Regions from separate parts of the Ovis aries genome. Here region 2 is linked to region 1. The links are chromatin contacts, called in public Hi-C maps. All regions are on one chromosome and are shown on one strand. The core of a region is the stretch at or near the end of the contact, and the rest is flanking DNA. Distances in the headings are between cores, read along the strand shown.

Region 1 (4,343 bases), core at 982-3,481:
ACTCAACACTATTCCCAATCCATCTTCCCCTTTCCTTCCTCTGGGACAGAGTCTGGAAAGCTAAATTATTATTCCCGAGCCAAGGGTGGCCATGTGACATTTTACGACCAATAAGGAAGTTCCTGGGGAAGGGTGCTCCTTCCTGAGTAAAAGGAAATTCTCATTAAGAGAATGAGTTTGGGGTCCTTTGCCCTTCCGCCTTCCTGCTGCTTGGAATGTGCCTGTCAGGCTAGGGCAGGGGGGTGAGTGTGTGGCCACCATCTGGCAGATACGCAGCAGCAAGCTGGAGATACATGACAAGCGCTAAGAATGATGGGACCAAGACACCGGCAGAGCCGAGACTCCCGACGGCATCACAGGACCGCTGCTTCAGGCCTGGGCGGCCTCTTCCCGACGTTTTGCTGAATAGGCAATAAGGCCCCCTACCTGATCAAACGGACTCATTTGAAAAGACCCTGATGCTGGGAAGGACTGAAGGCGGGAGGAGAAGGGGATGACAGAGGATAAGATGGTTGGATGGCATCACTGACTCAATGGACATGAGTTTGAGTAAACTCCGGGACTTGCTGATGGACAGGGAGGCCCGTGCTGTGGTCCATGGGGCCGCAAAGAGTCAGACACGACTGAGCGACTGAACTGACTGACTAACCGACCTGATCAAGGCCCTGCTGCTGGGTTTCTGTTACCTGCGACAGAGTGGAGTCTGTAGACACCAGGAGCTCGGGCAAAGGAAGCCAAGTAAATGTGAAGCAAGTATGCTTAAAAGGGCAGGGAGTGCAGCCAAGTGATGCAGACAGGCTGGGAGAACGGAGCCTGTGATGGAGTCCTGGGTGAGCCCACTTGCCTTCTCTTCCCCTCCCCTCACTGTGCTTTTCTGTCCTGCTCGTGGCCTCGGCTGCAGCTCCCTTGGTCAGTTCTGCGGTGTTCAAGGAGTGGTTCCTGGAGGCCCGCCCACTCACAGAGTACTTCCTGTGATTTTTCAAAGCACCCAATTCTCCACCTTAAATCCCTCTCTACTGAAGATAACTAGTGTGGTTTTAGTTTCTGCACGAAAATATGACTGATACAGGATCAAGAAGTGGCCCTTGGGTCTAGGAATCTGGAAGTCCCCAATGACCTTTGAGAGAGTGGTTTCAATGGAGGGGTGGCGAGGGGCGATCTGTTTTGGAGCTCCATTGGTGCCTTTGAAGAACATGGCCTAATACATAGATGCAGGCCAGTCTCCAGAAGTACAGTGCTGCGGGAGAGCCTGAGTGTGTAGATTTAGCTCCCAAGTGTGTCTTTGGCTCACTGGGGTCTCTTGTCTCCAGCCCTTCTAGGCCTAGTCCCTGGACACCTCATCTTTGTGTATTGACGTCTGGGGTCTGGTCTTGCTACAGGTGGGCCACAGAAAAACCAGATTGCAGTGGGTGAGGGGTTTCCTAAGAGGTAAGGCCAAGAGATGGCTTGGATAGGGGGGTAGAAGCTTGGGGGAACACAGGCAAAGCCCCAGGACTGTTCCTCCCTAGGTTGGGAGGCTCGGTGTGGGAAGGGGTGGATGTGGGAAAGCAGCTGGAGATGCTGCAGAAAGATCAGAGCAGCATCCCAGAGGCGAGCAGAGGGACAGACGATGAAGAGGGAGACCTGGCCGGGCGGCCTCAGCCTCCCGGGGATTTAGGAGTGTCCTTTGGCTCTCACATCACTGGCCACGTGCTCATGGCTCTCCAGCAAGTGAAGGGGGTGGGCGTGATCACACAGCTGACTCCAGGTCCGTGAGTCGGGGGAGAAGGAAGTTGGAGGAGGACCCATCTCTGGCTGGGTTAGAGTGAGTTGGGAGTTGAGGTCTACTGAAGGAGAAGGTGTGTGGTTCCTGAATAGGTGATGGTCAGAGGGCCCCGGGCGTGTGTGAAAGAGCGCCCTCAAGGGCTCAGTAAGGGGATGGCTGAGACCTCAGTGCCTTGCCAAAACTGAAGTTGAAGTTGCCCCAGTGGACTTTCTCCAACCACTGTGTGCAGCCCATGAATGGGCTGGGTAGGGGGTGGAGGGTAGGGAGGTAGGCAGGCAGCCAGTGTGTGGTTGGGAGAACAAAGTAGGGAGAAATTAAGGGTGCTTTGGGTAACTTGAGCAGGAAGAGCAATCTGAGAATAAGCTGCTGTCTGGGGTGTGGAAGGGAGGACAAGAAGTGGGGCCAGGGCAGGAGGCCGAAGCTGGGTGAGGGTGGGTCTGGGAAAGCCTGGAGAGGGGACAGATATCTCTCCCTCTCCCAAGATATTTCATACTCAGTGACAAGTATATGGTAAGAGGGATTTTCCACGCTTATATTTCTAGTCTGGCTCCTTCCCCTGCTCCAGGCACATCATCCAACTCCATACTTGACATTCTCATGTCCAATAGTCTTCTCAACCGAAATTTCCAGAATGGAAGCCTGAATTCCCCATCCTGCAAACCCTCTCCTCCCACCATCATCCCCTCCTGGTTAAATGGCACGTCTACCTGCCAAGTTGCTAAGAATGAAACTGGCACCGTCCTTGACTCCATCAGCCTGTAGACCGCACAGCATATATCTTGGGTCTAGCCACTTTACAGCTTCTCCACCACCACCTTGGTGGTCCTAGCCTCAATCCTGTCTCACGCGGACATTTCTGTGATGATAGAGTCTCCCAGCTTCTGCCCCTGTTCTACAATGCTCTATTCCTCACATGGCCACCAGAGGGGCCCATATTGATGTGGCTCCCGTGGCTTCCCTGTTCACAGATTGCCTGCACAGTCGTGCCTGGCGCCTGTCGGCCTGCTGGCCACTTGGCCTAGTGCACTTCATTCAAGCTCCACGGGCCTTTTTGCTGCGCCTGAGAACACTTCGAGCTCCTCCCCACCTTTGCCCTCGGCAGGTCCCTCCTGCAGTGCTCAGCCTTCGATCTTTGAGAACTCAGCCTGGTTTCTAGTCAGACTGAGTCTGCCTCTGCCCTTCTGTGTCATTCTTTTCTCCCCAGCCTCCTTTGTTATCTTCTCAGGGCACTTTCACCACCTGTATTTCATTCTACTTATTATATTCTTTATAGTCCGTGTCCCTGCCGGCTCTGAGCTCCCCTGGGCAGAGTCTCGGCCTTTTCCACGGCCATGTCCCCAGGGCCCGGTGCCCAGCAGGTTGTTGAATATGCACTGAGTAGCGCATGTCAGCCTGGAGTGGTACAGGTGACCTGCAGTCCGGGAGGGTCCTCCCCACCCCCCAGGCCAGGGCCTGATGAAGGTGTCTTCCCTCCCCTTCCCTGCTTAGGGTTAGGGCTCCAGCTCACCCACCTGAGAGCAGGCAGAGCTGGACAACTGACCATAGCAAGGGCACAAGGAAAAAGGTGAGAGTGATGCGGTTCAATGGCTGGGGGTCCGTGTGGGAGGAGGGAACGCTGAGAGCGGATGGAGCAGAAGCTGCCCCAAGACTCCTGGCCTCTGGGCTCGGAGCCAAGGGGTCTCTGTGCCTTGGTTTGTCCCGTGTGGTTCATGTGGGGCCTGAAGGCTGACAGGCAGGCCGACTGGAGGATGGGGGTGGTCCCTGCTCCTATCTGCTCATGGTAAAGGCAGGGGCTGTGCTAAGGAGTGGAGAGGTGAGTGGCGGCAGCTGAGGAGTGGAGAGGTGAGTGGCGGGAGCTGAGGAGTGGAGAGGTGAGTGGCGGGAGCTGAGGAGTGGAGAGGTGAGTGGCGGCAGCTGAGGAGTGGAGAGGTGAGTGGCGGGAGCTGAGGAGTGGAGAGGTGAGTGGCGGCAGCTGAGGAGTGGAGAGGTGAGTGGTGGGAGCTGAGGGCAGGGAACGCGCAGTGCAGAGTCTTGGGGAGACATAGCATCTGGCCTGGCGGGAGGAGGAGCAGCGATTTCGGGCAGGGAGAATGGTGGGTGCAAGACCACTCTGAGCGGGCAGTGGAGGGCCTCTGGGGTCTGGCCTGGTGGTGATAGAGGGTGAAGGTGTGTGGGGACCAGCATCGAGACCCTCCTGCCCTAACCAGATGGGAGTGGGCCTTCTCTGGGGGAAACAGGTTCCCACTGACATGCCAGAAACCTCCCCCTAGCACTGATACTGACACACCGGAACACCTCTGGAGAGAAACGGTGAGTTCTGAGCCAGGCTGTGAGATGGACTGTGAGAGAAGGAGGGGGAACTATTCAGGAGGGAGAACCCTCAAGGCCCTGGATGCTGGACGGAGAGGAGGGAAAGCCCAGGAATGCTGCCCAGTTCAAGGCTAACTAAACCTATGTATGAAGGTAGCATGAGATGAAGGTCGCTTCAGGCAATGGGGAGAAGATACACTCTTGGGGTAGATGGTGTTGGTCAAGGGACAGCCATCTAGGACTTTCCTGGTGGTTCAGTGGTTAAGAA
Region 2 (4,343 bases), core at 1,028-3,527, 50 kb before region 1:
AGAGGGACCACCTGGAAACAACCTCTAGCTCCCCTGTCTCCTGCCCCTGGTGCTAACTGCTCCTTGGCCAGTCTTGTCCCCTCTTCTGTTTGGCTCCCTAGTTCTGCTGTTCCAGGTGCAGGCCCCTCCATGCTGGATGAACAGTTCACTGCGCCTGGTCTGCCCCATCCATGCTCACTGCTGTGCAGGGGATCCACGCCTTTCCCCCAGCAGTCCCTGCAGTGCCCCCTCAACTGACCCTTTTTTCCCCTGACAGCCCCTCTTCCTTTGGTCCTCCCAGGTCCCCTTCCCACCACCTTACTGCAGCCCCCCAGCCCTTCGCCCCACGAGGAGACCATTCCTCCCTCTTTTGTCTGCCCTGCCTCCAGCCTCTGACTCTGATTCATTCTTGTTTCTCCCAGAGCCCAGCACCAGCCGGGAACCCGGCACCGGAAGAGCGAGTTCTCTGGAAATGAGGCCCTGTGGAATCTGGCTTGTCTCCTGGAGGGAAGTTAGTAGATTTTAGGCAGAGACGGCTGTGTTCACAGCTGTCTGGAAGAAGCCAAATTGGGTAGGAATGACACTGCCAGACAGGGAGATGGAGGAAGGGCCCTGACTTGGTGGGGATCTGTCCTTCCTAGTGAATGTGGGACCAGAGAGGGTCAGTCACTTGTCTAAGATCACGCAGCAATTTGGGGCCAGGCCAGGTCTTTGACCCAGATATGTCTCACTTTGAAGCTTCATTATTCAGCCATTCTGGAGAAGTCTGGCTGGTAAGGGGGCAGGTAGGGGATGCTGGCTGGAGGGGTGAGGTCTCTGCTGCCCCCTGAGGACCATGCTCTCAGGGCACTCTGGGTGGTCCTTCCATTGCAAAGGACGGGCTCCAGGCTGGTAGAGCCTGGGTGGGTGGAGGCCTGACTTTGATTCCTTGATGCTCACACTTTGTGGACCCCTGGGGAAAGCCTGAGTCATCGCTGAGCTGGCAAACATATTTAGCTCCTTTCATAGTCTCTAATATATCAATTTCTCCAGGTCTCTCACACCTGCCACTCGACTCCTGGCTGCCTGCCCCCTCCCCATTTCCTGGCCCCAGGACCAGCTCTACGCTTCCAGGCACTGGGCAGGGGTCCTCCTTACCCACTCCTACTCCACCTCAGGCCATCCTGTGCCAAGCTTGTTCTCTCTCTTTCTGTGATGGCCTCATTCAGCAGCCATGTTATTGGATCCCCAGTCAGAGTTTCATGACAAAGGGCAAAATAGCCTTGGAGATGCAAGGGACTACATTTGGGGCACACAGCTTAGCCCCTCAACCTTTCACCTTCTTGCTTTGGGGGCTTGTTCTGGGACTCTCAAGGGAGTCCCAGAATAAGCATCCTTGTTTTGGCTCCTCCTGGCTAGAAAACCCAGGCCTCCAGTTATTTTATCTTTCATGGGCACCTATGCCAAGAAGCTTTCCCAGATCTACAATCCCCTCAACCTCTGCATGAATAGTTCCTCCTCCAATGGCCCAGCCTGTTTTGTATCTTCACCAAACCATGTATATAGTTTGCCTTGAAGTGATGATAATAATAATGGCACTTAATCTTGAGTAGGTACTCAACACTGTCCTAAGTATTTTGCATATAGTCTATTATTTTCATCTTATAGATGGGCAATCTGAGGCTCAGAATGCCTAGGAAACTTGCTTAAGACGCAGGGTAGAGTTGGGCTTTGAACCCATGCCCCCACCCCCCATGCCCCCCCCCCCCCCCCATCCCCGCCACCCAGGATGGCCTCACTACTGCCCTCTGTGGCCTATCACAGTAAGGGGCTTTTGTGGCACCTTCTCACTTGCCACCCAACCCCACCACACACACCAGCCTCACTTCATCTCAGGGCAGGGGCCACCTGGTACCCATATCTGACACATATTCCCTAGTCCCCATTAAAGGTTTATGTCCAGAAACTCACCTGTCTGAACCCTTCATGAAGGAAGATCACATCTAGAGAGAGCAAGCTACTAGTTCAGGGTCACACAACCTGAAAGCCCTCAGAGAGCCAGGGTATCCTAACTCCTAGACTGAGCAGGGTGACTGTGCCCCAGATGAAGAGAGGGGGGAGGCCGATGGGCATCTGTGCCCTCAGGTGTCTGGGGCTGCTGGACCCCACAGGTCCTAGTCGACCGGGTGCATCCTTCTCCAGGAGGCCGACGTCAAGGCTCTACTCTGGGCCGAGGCCTCATTCCTACAAGGGGCAGCCAGTTCAGCTCCCGGCTGGCTGCGTCGCGGAACCTCTCATCCACGAGTGGTGGGAGCCCCCTGCTGCCCAGAGCGAGCAGTGGCAGAAGGACGGGAAGGAGGGCAGAGGCCACCGGAGCCGGTGAGTCCTGGGCCAGCAAGGCAGAGCTGGACCAGATTGCTATGTGGCCCCGCCCACCTCTCTAGCCACGCCCCCACCTAGCCGCCTCACTGTTCCCACAGCTCCCTGCGCCTCTAGATACTTGCACTAGTTAATGCTGAGGCCCAGAGAGTCTTCTCAGTTGACTTCAGTCAAAGAATTCTCGCGCATCCTGTGTGCCAGGCACCTAGCAGTGACAATCTGGCCCGTGAGGAATTCGCAGTCAGGATGTGTGTGATGGGGAGGGGCAGAGCTGAAGTGAGCTCACCGCAGAGTCAGGTGTGTGTCTTCTCTCCCACCTGGCTGCCGACGCTCAAGTACGGCTCCTTCGAGAAGCCCCCAGGACTGCCTGGCCGCCCAGCTCAGCCCTCCACCGGCCCATGTGCTCCACTCTGTGTAACAGCATGAGTTGAAATGGTCTGTCTTTCCCCACTAGACTTGAGTTCCTTTCGAGGGCAAGGGCTTTGCCTTGATCATCTTTGGATCCTTGGTTCTGTGTGTGGAGCCTGGCACATAGTAGGTGCTTCAAAAACCCGGGCCGAATGAAAGTTGATAAATTCAACGCCTTAAGATCTTCAAAGAGTGACGCAATGGTGGCATTTCAGACAAGGGGCTGGACTAAGGTGTGGGGGCCATCTCAGTGGCCTGCACATCTGAAGGGGCTGCCTAGAACTCAGGACAAACAGAAAGTCAGCCCCATGCAGGCATGGCTATTGTCTTGTTCTACCAGTGCTTGAAACAAGGCACTTAATATAAGACTGTGGAAAGTATGAATGAAGAGTAACAAATTCAAGACCCTCTGTGACTCCCCAAGTGATCACTGGATCCAATCTGTACTTGTATCCCTTCTCGGACAGGGAACTCACTGCTTATCTCCTGGGCAGCATCCTTTCTGTCTTCAGACAGCATGGCCTATTGGGAAGTTCTTTTGCTTTCCCCTGGCCTTGGCAGAACCAGTGCACTCTTGTCCCTGCTTAGAGGGACCCTTGCTTCAAATTTAGCTCCTGGAGATTTCTGTCCAGGTGGCAGCCCCCAGTGGCCAGAGGATGAGGGTCCAGGGTCTGCTGAGTGCCCACTCTTCCCCATCTGGCCCTCCTGGTATCCAGCTGGGAAAGGGATGAGGGTGAAGGGTCTATGCTGGCCTCAAGGATGGCAGATGTGGTCATGGAGAGGACAGAGCCCCACCCACGAGTTGACTCATGAGCTTTATTCTCTATTCTGAGTGATTCCCAGAACAGCCACTCATGCCCAGAAAATCCCCCATTCCACCCTCTCAGTGAGAGGGGAGGAAGCCGAGGACCAGAGAGGGGAAGAGAGTGGACCAAGATTGCACAGCCGGTGGCAGGAGAGGACCTCAGAGCCCCTGACGCCTGGCTGCCCCTTCAGGGCCAGAAAAGGCAGCAGATGTGGCATTCAGCTCCCATGCTGCCATGGGGCCTGTGGAAGACCTCAAAGGTCCTGTAAATCTTCTTCCTGTCACACCCAAACAGATCCACCTCAGTGCAGTATCATTATGAGGTGCTTGGACACCTCCAGAGACAGTGGCCTCACCACTTGCAAGGCAGCTCCTCTGTCCTGACCCCACAGAGAGTGTGTGTGTTGTGTTGTGTGTATGTTGTGAGGTGGGGGAAGAAAGGTTGCTTCCCCTCCCTGGGGAAATTCACCTTGTCTGGCTCACCTACGCAGGCTGACAGTCGAGCCGAGGTAACCCCATATCCTGTTTTCCTGCAAGGGAACTTCCCTCTAGGGACTCCCCCAGGGCCTGTGTGGCAGGGTAAGTCGTGCTACTGAGAAGAAACCTGTTTGTGGAATGCTGGAGACGGAACTGCCTGCCTGTTCACACTTGATGGTGCTATGCCAGAGAGTCTCAGGATGCTAGGACCCAGCTGAGGCAGCTGCTCATCACCTTAGGAGCCCTGGGCAGTGGTCCAGCAGGGAAATTGTGGCAGGGACTCTGCTACAAGGGTGTATGTCACTCATGGCATGGC

Evidence for each region. Hi-C and Micro-C count contacts between places; a contact is called where the count stands out from the background.
Region 2: a Hi-C map of blood shows a contact between it and region 1, with 1.9 times the contacts expected there. The contact joins the enhancer-like site here to the promoter of RAC2 in region 1. A contact is called at or near these places in 2 of 16 Hi-C or Micro-C datasets (both in blood).

What each region holds. Positions count from the first base shown.
Region 1 is chr3:181,306,924-181,311,266 of ARS-UI_Ramb_v3.0, reverse strand. RAC2 (Rac family small GTPase 2) reads left to right here and starts at 2,231. Exons shown (of 7, transcript XM_060414176.1): 1 at 2,231-4,343.
Region 2 is chr3:181,356,830-181,361,172 of ARS-UI_Ramb_v3.0, reverse strand. It overlaps CYTH4 (cytohesin 4), which reads right to left. Exons shown (of 9, transcript XM_042247269.1): 9 at 3,548-4,343. Among named protein-coding and RNA genes, the nearest start is that of CYTH4, 32 kb to the right of the region's middle. Within about 2 kb of position 2,277, at least 18 of the 54 cell types and tissues checked have an H3K27ac peak or open chromatin away from gene starts, as enhancers often do.